3 separate regions of the Macaca mulatta genome follow, and regions 1 and 2 are each linked to region 3. Evidence: chromatin contacts called from public Hi-C data. All regions are on one chromosome and are shown on one strand. The core of a region is the stretch at or near the end of the contact, and the rest is flanking DNA. Distances in the headings are between cores, read along the strand shown.

Region 1 (2,876 bases), core at 97-2,596, 140 kb after region 3:
GAGAGTCCCAGGCCACTCCTCACTGGTGATCCAGGGTATTGGGAGATGGAAGTGTTTCAAGCAACTCAACCCACACTCCTTTTCTCCTCCTCTTTGCCCAGTGTCCTTGCCACACCCAAATGGAAAATAACGGGAAAATCTGGGTTGGGGAGGGTGCCAGGAGCAGGAAGTTCCCTGGAACTTCAGGAGAAAAGGAGCCAGGATGGTCCTAAAATAAGGGAGGGCATAAGTTATGGAAAAGATGGCCACAATATCCCATCACACATCCACAGCGACACGAAGGCCAAACCCCAGTCCTGGGCCAGCAGGCACACCCATTCCGACCTCTCTCAGGGATGCCTGGAGTCCCTCCACCAAGTGTAGCAAACTCCTCTTGGAGCCCACTCCTTTTCCACTTTCGTAAGATTTTGCAGTTTACACAGCTTCTTTCTCTGAGACCTCATCCGACCCTCAGAACCACCCTGTGGGGGTACCTTTGCCTTTCTATATCATGGATGAGGAGACTAGCTCAGATACATTAAATGAACCGGCGCGTCACACGGCTAGAAAGTGGCTGAGGCTCGAGCCAGCCCCTCAGTTGGGTGTAGGAGCAGCTCCTCAGCAGGGGCGGGCTGCGTCGACCCCACCCAGCCCACCGAGCCTGGCCTGTGGGCGGAGGCCCAGGTGGTGGCCCGCAGTTTCCCAGACGCCTGGGGCCGAAACCAAGAACAAGGTGGCCCTAAACCAAGGTTTCCGGCAGTGCAGGTAGTAAGCACCCCCATCCCACCCCGCACTCACACAGGTGCAGGGCTCGGAGTCTGGGGCTGAGCACACCCGCAGCCCGCCGGCGTCCCGCCTGAGCTGGTGGCTGTGCCCCGACCTGCATCCCCGCAAAGTTGTGGCCGTGGCGTAAGCACCCTGCCAGGGATCGCCCGGCGCCCCACAGCTGCCTCCTGCCCCTGCGCCCGGGAGCGCTTGGCGGGGAGGGCACCGGGACTCCCGCTGTCTCCCGCGTAGCACCCGGTGCCCGCCTGCCTGGCATGCACGCCCTCATCCCGGTGCCCCGGGGCAGCTTCCCTCACGTCCTGGAGAGAGCTGGAGCAGAGAGCGCAGAAGGGCACGCGGGGCACACGTGCCGGCCCAGCCCGGACCCCTACCCCACAGTCTCACCCAGATTGCCAGCAGCAGCCATGCCGGCCCAGCCCGCGCCATCCCCGCAGCCGCTGCCCACCGCTGGCTCCTTTCTCCACTCCGGCGCCCGCGCCCGCCCGCCCGCCTGCTAGCTCCACCTCGGCCAACCACCACGGCTACTTCCCAGCCGCTCCCCGCCTCCGAGTTCCCGGTGCCACGTCTGCCAAAGCATGCGCAGCAGCCGGGGAGAGGCGGCCGGGAAGAAGTGCTCGCTGGGAGTTGTAGTCTGCAGCCTGGCTCAGCTGGGGGCTGCGGGTGCGGACTGGCCTCCGACGCCACGTGGCAGCGAGTGAAGTGTGAAAAGGCAAGGTCAGGGAGTAAGGAAAGGCAATTAATGCACGGGGGCTTACTCTGTGCCTGGAGCTTCAGAAACAGTATCTCACGCAGCTCACAGAAATTAGGTTTTATTTTCTCCACTTTGAGGATTAGGAGGCAGTCCAGGGAATTTAAGTACGTTGACCCAGATCACACAGCCGGTAAATGGCAGAGTCCAGTGCTGCCTGTGAAGGACAGGAGAAGCCCTCATTCCTGCCTCCCAGACTCCCCGCTGCTTATTCTATTTAACTTCAGTAAAACATTATTGAGCTGTTGGAAAACAATTTGGTGGCTCCTCAAAAACTTAAACATAGATTACCATTTGACCAGCAATTCCACTCTTAGGTAAATACCCAAAAGAGTTGAAAACAGATATTCAGACAAATGCATGTACACCAGTGTTCACAGCAGCACTATTTACAATAACCAAAAGGTGGAAACAACTCTAACGTCTGTCAAAGGATGAATGGATAAACAAAGTGTGATACATCCATCTAATGGAATGTTATTTAGCTATTAAAAGGAATAAAATGGCCCAGCAGGGCAGCTCATGACTGTAATCCCAACACTTTGGAAAGCTGAGGCAGGAGGATCATGTAATACCAGGAGTTTGAAACCAGACTGGGCAACATAGCGAGACCTCATCTCTGCTAAAAATAAAAATAAAATAGCCGGTGTGGTGGCAAGGAACTGTAGTTCCAACTACTTGGGAGGCTAAGGCAGGAGGATTACTTGAACCTGGGTTATGGAGACTGCAGTGAGCTGAGCTCATGCCACTGCACCCCAGCCTAGGCCACAGAGTGAGACCCTGTCTCAAAAAAAAAAAAAAAAAAAAAGGAGCAGGGGGGATAAAATGCTAACATAACACATGCTGCAATGAATGAATCTCAGAAATGTATGCTAATGAAAGAAGTCAGACACAAAAAGTCACATATGATGTGATTACATCTTATGAAATATTTAGAATAGGTAAATCCACAGAGACAGAAAGCATAGTAGTGGTTGCCCAGGGCTGGGGGTGGGGAGGAAGGAATGGGGAATGACTGCTTAATGAGTATAGGGACTCCTTCAGGGGTGATAAAACATTTTGGAACTAGATAGATGATGGTTCCACAACATTGTGAGTGTGCTAAATGCCAGTAAACTGTACACTTTAAAATGGTTAATTGATGTTATGCAAATTTTACCTGGGTAAACATTTTCAAAAGAGAAAAACTATTTAACCCATTCCATGTTCTAAAGCAGGGGTCCCCAAACCCTGGGCCTCTGGACAGTCTGTGGCCTGTTAGGAACCAGGAGGCGAGCGGTGGGCCAGCGAGCATTACTGCCTGAGCTCTGCCTGCTGTCAGACCAGTGGTGGCATTAGATTGTCATAGGAGTGTGAATCCTGT
Region 2 (2,942 bases), core at 154-2,653, 180 kb after region 3:
CTGTGCTGCCTCTTCCAACTTGATTTTCACCCCAATATTAAATGAATGGGCTACCAGACTGGTATGCCCGCACATGCCCATTTCCTTCCTTTTCTTCTCTGCGTCTCTGCCTTTGTGTCCAGAAGGTGTTTTCCCTTTGTAAGTTTCTCTCCATTCTGCACATTATGAGTTTCAGCATTTCCGTTGCCTTAGAAAGTCTATCTTTGAGGTCTTGCACTGTTTCTCTTTCTACAGTGTCTCATAAACTCCCTTCTTGGATTCAGAACCACCCCTTCTTTCCCATTATCCTGTCAAACTGCTTCTTGCCATGGTCCAGGGGTAGGAGGATGGCAGGGAGGAGGTGCTTCTCTGGGGCTCTTAGTGTCTTAATTCTTCTGCTTTATCGGGGTTTCCTTTACCCAGAATTTTATTATGTAAAATGCTTCACTCAGACTTTGTTCTAATTATCCGATTTTTGGCATACTCTAGAAAGTCTTTTGATATTTTCCTTCCTCCAACTTATCTATTTTTATTCCATAGTTCTCTTTGGTTATCTCTTAGATTCACACTTTCCTGGTTTTAGCTTTTCAGATCCTTTGTCTTTCTCACTCGTTCTTAGGTCACCTTTTTTTAAATTTTCAAATATATTTTTTGTTCAGCAGAGGGCTCCCTTCCCATCCCTCTTGCAGCCCGGGCAGCTAGGATTTGAAGCTTGCCCCCTGCGTCTTTCTCTCCCGCCTTCTAGCCATCAGAAACACTAGATCACTTAAACTTGTAAACAATTCGGCCTCGCTTGTTTTGATTGCGCTAAACCTTCCGTCCTCAGCCGAGAACGCTCCAGCACCTCCGCGGATCGCTCATCTCTTGGCTGCCCTCCCACTGTTCCTGATGTTATTTTACTCCCCGTATCCCCTACTCGTTCTTCACAATTCTGTAGGGTGCGTATTACTAACCCCAGTTTACAGCTGAGGAAACTGAGGCTTGGAGAGGTTCGCTCAATATCGTACAGTTTGCAAGGTTAACCCTAATCGGCCAGTTCTGGCTTTCCAGCCCAGCCCAGCAGCCTAGCCTCCCTCTCTGCCACTGCAGGTTATAACGGCTCTCCCACGTTTTACACAAGGTCCCTTCCCCTTCAAATCCACAGGCAGGAAGATCGTTCCGAACTGATGGGGCTGGGGAATGTGGGAGTCCGGAGTGGGATTTGGGGGAGCTTCCTCAGGCCCGGAGTGTTGGGTTGGGCAGGTCCCGCCGATGCCCCGCGAAGATGTAACATTCGAGATGGGGTGACCGAGCACTGCAAGGCGGGATGTGGCAAACGGCGGCAAATGCTCGGGGGCCTAGGTCTCGCCGCCGGAATGCCCGCCGGGGAAGGGGCTTCAGCCCACCCGGCTGGTAACCACACTCTGCAGGCCCTGGGCGGGAGTCGGCCGAGCGGCCGCGCCGCAGGGCGCCCCCTCGCGCTCCTCCGCGCGCCTCGAGGCTGGCGGGTGCAGCGCCCGCCGCGGCAGGTCCGCTCCAGCCCCCTCCTCTCTTTCGCTGCCGCTCCCCTCCTTCTCTCCTTTCGCTCGCAACTCCTCCCCCACCTCCCCCTCCCTCCTTCTGCTCCCGCGGTCTCCTCCTCCCTGCTCTCTCCGCGCGCCGGGTCGGGAGCTAGTTGGAGCGCGGGGGTTGGTGCCAGAGCCCAGCTCCGCCGAGCCGGGCGGGTCGGCAGCGCGTTCAGCGGCTGCTGGGAGCCCGAGTGCAGCTGGCGCGGGCCGGGGTCGGGACTGCACTGGAGCGCTGAGAGCTGGAGGCCTTTCCTGCGCGGCCGCCCTATTCCCAGACGGGCCGCCAGCTCTCCTGGTTCGCCCCCGACGCTCCGCGCCGCCCGGGAGTCGGGAGCCGCGGGGAATCGGGTACCTGCACCCGTCGCTGGGAGGTGAGTCCCGGGAGCCCCGGGCGCTTCCCCTGCGCGGGTTGGGGCTGCAACTTGCAAACTTCAGCAACTCGGGTGGGTATCGGGGTAGGGAGGTAGGGGTCTGGGCTCTGGCAAGTTGAAGCCAGGTAGGTGAGGCTGCGGGCGGGAGGACAGGGGGTCCCCTGGCTTCCGCGCCACCCGCTGCCACCTCGGCTTAAGAGCCCTTGGCGCTGCCGCGTTCCCGCCGCCCGCCAGCTCTGGGTCCCGGTTGCACTGGGCCCTGCCCGGGCTGTGGTCGGCGCATCGGGGCTGCAGCGGCGATGGGGACCCGGGACCCAGGCCTGGAGAAGGAGACGGACGAGTGAGGCTGAGGGACAGAGGGACAGAGGGACAGAGGTGAGGAGATGGAGGCTTAGGTAGGGCCGGCTAGTAAACAGCTCGGAGGGAGAGTGCGGGCGGCGAGGCGCGTGGGAACGCGTGGCCCGCCTGGAGTGTGAAATCTCCCGCTCAGGGACATCCCCGCTCCACCGCCGCCGCCTGCGGAGCCGCCGCCCGGATTCTTCCCAGACCCCCCTCCAGGACACTGTTGCCCTGCGGAGCACGAACTCTGCCCGTCAGGCCCCAGGGGCAGTGGATCAGGGCCCTGGGAGGGTGGAGAGGGGTGCGGCAGCTGGAAGCGGGGACGCGAGCGGCGATTTCCCGATTTATGTTTCTCATGGTAATTTGTCTTTGTGGTTGGGGCTGCCCATTCACTTTCCGCTCACGTCCTGCGGGAGATCCAGCGAGAAGGGAGGGAGCGGGGGGCGCTTGGGCACAGAGAGGGATGCAGACGGGAGAGGGGATCGGGGACCCGCGCGGGGCGGGAGCCGAGAGGGAAGTGGTCGCGGGACTGGAGGAGGAAGAAGGCGAGGCTCGAGAGGATCCGGCCCAACGGAGCCGACTCCTTTGCCCACCGCAAACTTTAAACAAGGAGGAGGACCACCTGCAGCGCCGTTCTTACCCCAAGCCCAGTCTTTGGGTCGTTCCGACTGCCCACCGCGCCAGGCGGGAGTGGGCCGCGAGTCTG
Region 3 (2,843 bases), core at 293-2,792:
ACATGTAAATTTGGGCAAGCTTTGCCTTTCTACATCTATACATTATGGCTACTAACAGTATCTATCTCATAGGCTTATTTTAAAGATGCCAATAGTATCTATCTCATAGGATCATGTAAAGCGCCTGAAACACTGCCTTGTAACATACTAAAAGCACTATATTAAATATTTGCTATATTATTTATTGATTACTCTCCATGGACCACGCACTTTATACACATTACCTCATTTAAGCCTTCCAAAAACCTGTGAAGTAGGTATTATTAGTTCCATTTTACCTTTGAGGAAATTCAAGCCCAGAAAGCTTAAGGAATTTTTTTAATCCCTAAACTAGTACGTGACAAAGTAGGGATTTAAACTCAGACCCAACTCTAACAACTCTGTGAGACACTCAAGGAAGGTCACAGGCACCCCTGTGATACCTGGGCCTCTTTCATAGACCAACATAAGATATACTTCGATTTTAACCAGTTGCACGCACACACACACAAAAAGGCACTAAACAGATGTGATGGTTTTCAACATAGGAAATACCCGAATGTCCCATTACTTTAGGATACGGTCACAGGTGTCAGAATCAAATACTGAAGGAACCTTAATATGCCAGAAATTGTAGGTACCGTTTAAGGCACCGCCTGATTCCTTCCGATCTTAGCATGTAAGCAAATATCAATAACATGAAAAGTGATTCAGAGTTTGAAAAGTGGCTGTTCCCCTGACTGAAGTTCCCAACATCTCCAGTCTGGTGGCTGACATTTTTGCTCTGGGCTAGGCTTTGCCTTGGCTGAATAGGCCCAGGAGGGACTGGTTCTCAAGCTAGCCCCCTGCCCCAGGTGGATGACCCAGGAAACTAAGCAGCAGGAGAAAAATTATCTTAAGCTGTCTTCACTGGCAGAGAGATTCAGGACAGCTGGGGCTTGTCCTTTTCTTTCGGAAGCCTCCTCCACTTGTTGAGCCAATTGCTCAGGTCTCCCTTCTGCCACATCGTTCCCAAAGTGACTCTTGAGGCAGGGTCTCAAGAGGTTTCCGTGAGCCAACACGGGCAAATATCTGGGTTCAGTGCTCACTCCATCCCCGCAAGACGTAAAGTAAGACACTGGTTCAAGTCCCATTCTGCCTAACAGAAATAGGAAATACCACCTCAAGCTCCCGCGGGCCACCTACACAGGTAGATCACCGTGTTTCTGACAACTGGGCGCCAGGGAATCCCTACCAACCTACTGACAGCCAAGTGCGACTGTCCCTCCCCTTTAGACACTCCTTCCCTGGCTGCCCAATACCCCAGGCGGCTCAGACGAGGCGCAACGGCCGCCCGCGTGGCCCCAGAGAAACCTCAAGTCGAAGTGGACGGGGTCCCTGCTTGCCCGTCCCTCCAGAGCTCCGCGGCCCCGGCTCCCACCCCAAAGGCACGGACTTGGCTCCTGCCCGTCGGGTAGGTCTTCAGTCCCGAGGGCGAAGACCGAGGCTGTCGCGGGAGGCAGGGAGAGGGAGGGGAGAGGCCGGCAGGGGTTCGAACGACCCCTAAGAAGGGAAGAAGAGGACTGGGAGGGGCCGGGTAGTACCTGTCGAGACGGGACCCGCCGCTCCGAGTGACGCACCCCGCAGTGCATTGTGGGGCCTGGGAGGGGCCTTTCGGCGGGGCTGCGCCGCGTCCAACGTGGCTCGCGCCCGCGGAATCAAACCACGCCCCCGTTCCCTCGGCTCGCCCAGGCCAATCGGATTCTGCAGGAAGGACACAACAACCCGCCCGATCCCAGGACCCGCCTTAGTCCCACCCGCTCCAGGAGAGATTGGCAGCGTCTCTCGCACCTGCGCCAGAAAAGTACAGTCCTCTGATGACAGAACTACGTTGACTTTAGAAATAGGGCCAATCCCCTCCGCTCGCCGCCCTGTATCTGCAGGCATTTTGTCTTTCACACGCGGCCCCTACAGCAGACACTTATAAAGGGGACAGGGAGAAAAGCCCCCTGTGGGTGAGCAAGGAGAGGACCTGGCCCCGTCTATACCCACACACAAGAAGGAAACAAACTATGGCAGAGAAGTGCCAGATGCCGACCCCTTGACCCCTTCCAGCTTTCGCATCGGTCATGCGTTATTAAACAGGCATTTACTGGCTGTTTACCATGTGCCAAGCACCGTGTTAAACGCGGGGTTACAGGAGTGGACATAACACTTGATGGAATTTAAGACGTAATTGGAGCAAAAGATATGAAAGCATAAATAGTTACAGAATTATAAATTGTGATCAGTACTGGGAGGGAAAATTAGTGGGTGCAATGATGAATTAATTTTGGACTGTCAGGAAAGAGACTTCTGAATAAGTGCCTTTTAAGCTGCAGGCATATTAAAGAACCTTAGAGAATGTTCCCCGTCAAGGAACTATTATGTGTGAGGTTGTTGGGGCATGAAAGAACTTCTTGTGCTCTAGGAAGTAAAAGGAAGTCAGTGTGGATGGAGTGTAGGGAGCAAGGAGAAACTTCCAAAATACAGCCTGAAATCTGTAATGTGGCCAATAAGAGCCAGCATGGTCTGGCCCTTGTCTCATCTCAGCCCAAGGTCAATGGGCAACTAATAAAGACTATTAAGTAGGATCCTATTTGCATATTTAAGAATCACTCAGGCTGTTTGTGGAGAATAGTTCGGAAGAGGGCAAGAAAGGCTGCTGGAAGGCCATTTGGAGGCAGTTGCATCAGGCAAAGCCAGAAATGATGGCTTGAACTAGTATAATGGGAGTTAGAGACAGAAAGAGGTAGATAATTTCAAGATATGTATAAATTAGAGATGGTATCCAAGGGACTTAATAACAGATTGGTTTGCCGGGAAGGGTCAAGAAAGAGGAATAT

What was found. Hi-C and Micro-C count contacts between places; a contact is called where the count stands out from the background.
Region 1: a Hi-C map of liver shows a contact between it and region 3, with 2.7 times the contacts expected there. The contact joins the promoter of PDIA5 here to the promoter of SEC22A in region 3. A contact is called at or near these places in 2 of 14 Hi-C or Micro-C datasets (fetal cortex germinal zone and liver).
Region 2: a contact with region 3 is called in a Hi-C map of fetal cortex germinal zone, with 2.4 times the contacts expected there. The contact joins the promoter of SEMA5B here to the promoter of SEC22A in region 3. A contact is called at or near these places in 2 of 14 Hi-C or Micro-C datasets (fetal cortex germinal zone and liver).

Annotation. Positions count from the first base shown.
Region 1 is chr2:160,707,356-160,710,231 of T2T-MMU8v2.0, forward strand. PDIA5 (protein disulfide isomerase family A member 5) reads right to left here and starts at 1,347. Exons shown (of 15, transcript XM_077993796.1): 1 at 1,150-1,347.
Region 2 is chr2:160,747,129-160,750,070 of T2T-MMU8v2.0, forward strand. It overlaps SEMA5B (semaphorin 5B), which reads left to right and starts at 1,404. Exons shown (of 22, transcript XM_077993801.1): 1 at 1,404-1,897.
Region 3 is chr2:160,565,243-160,568,085 of T2T-MMU8v2.0, forward strand. It overlaps SEC22A (SEC22 homolog A, vesicle trafficking protein), which reads right to left and starts at 1,543. Exons shown (of 8, transcript NM_001194575.3): 1 at 1,415-1,543.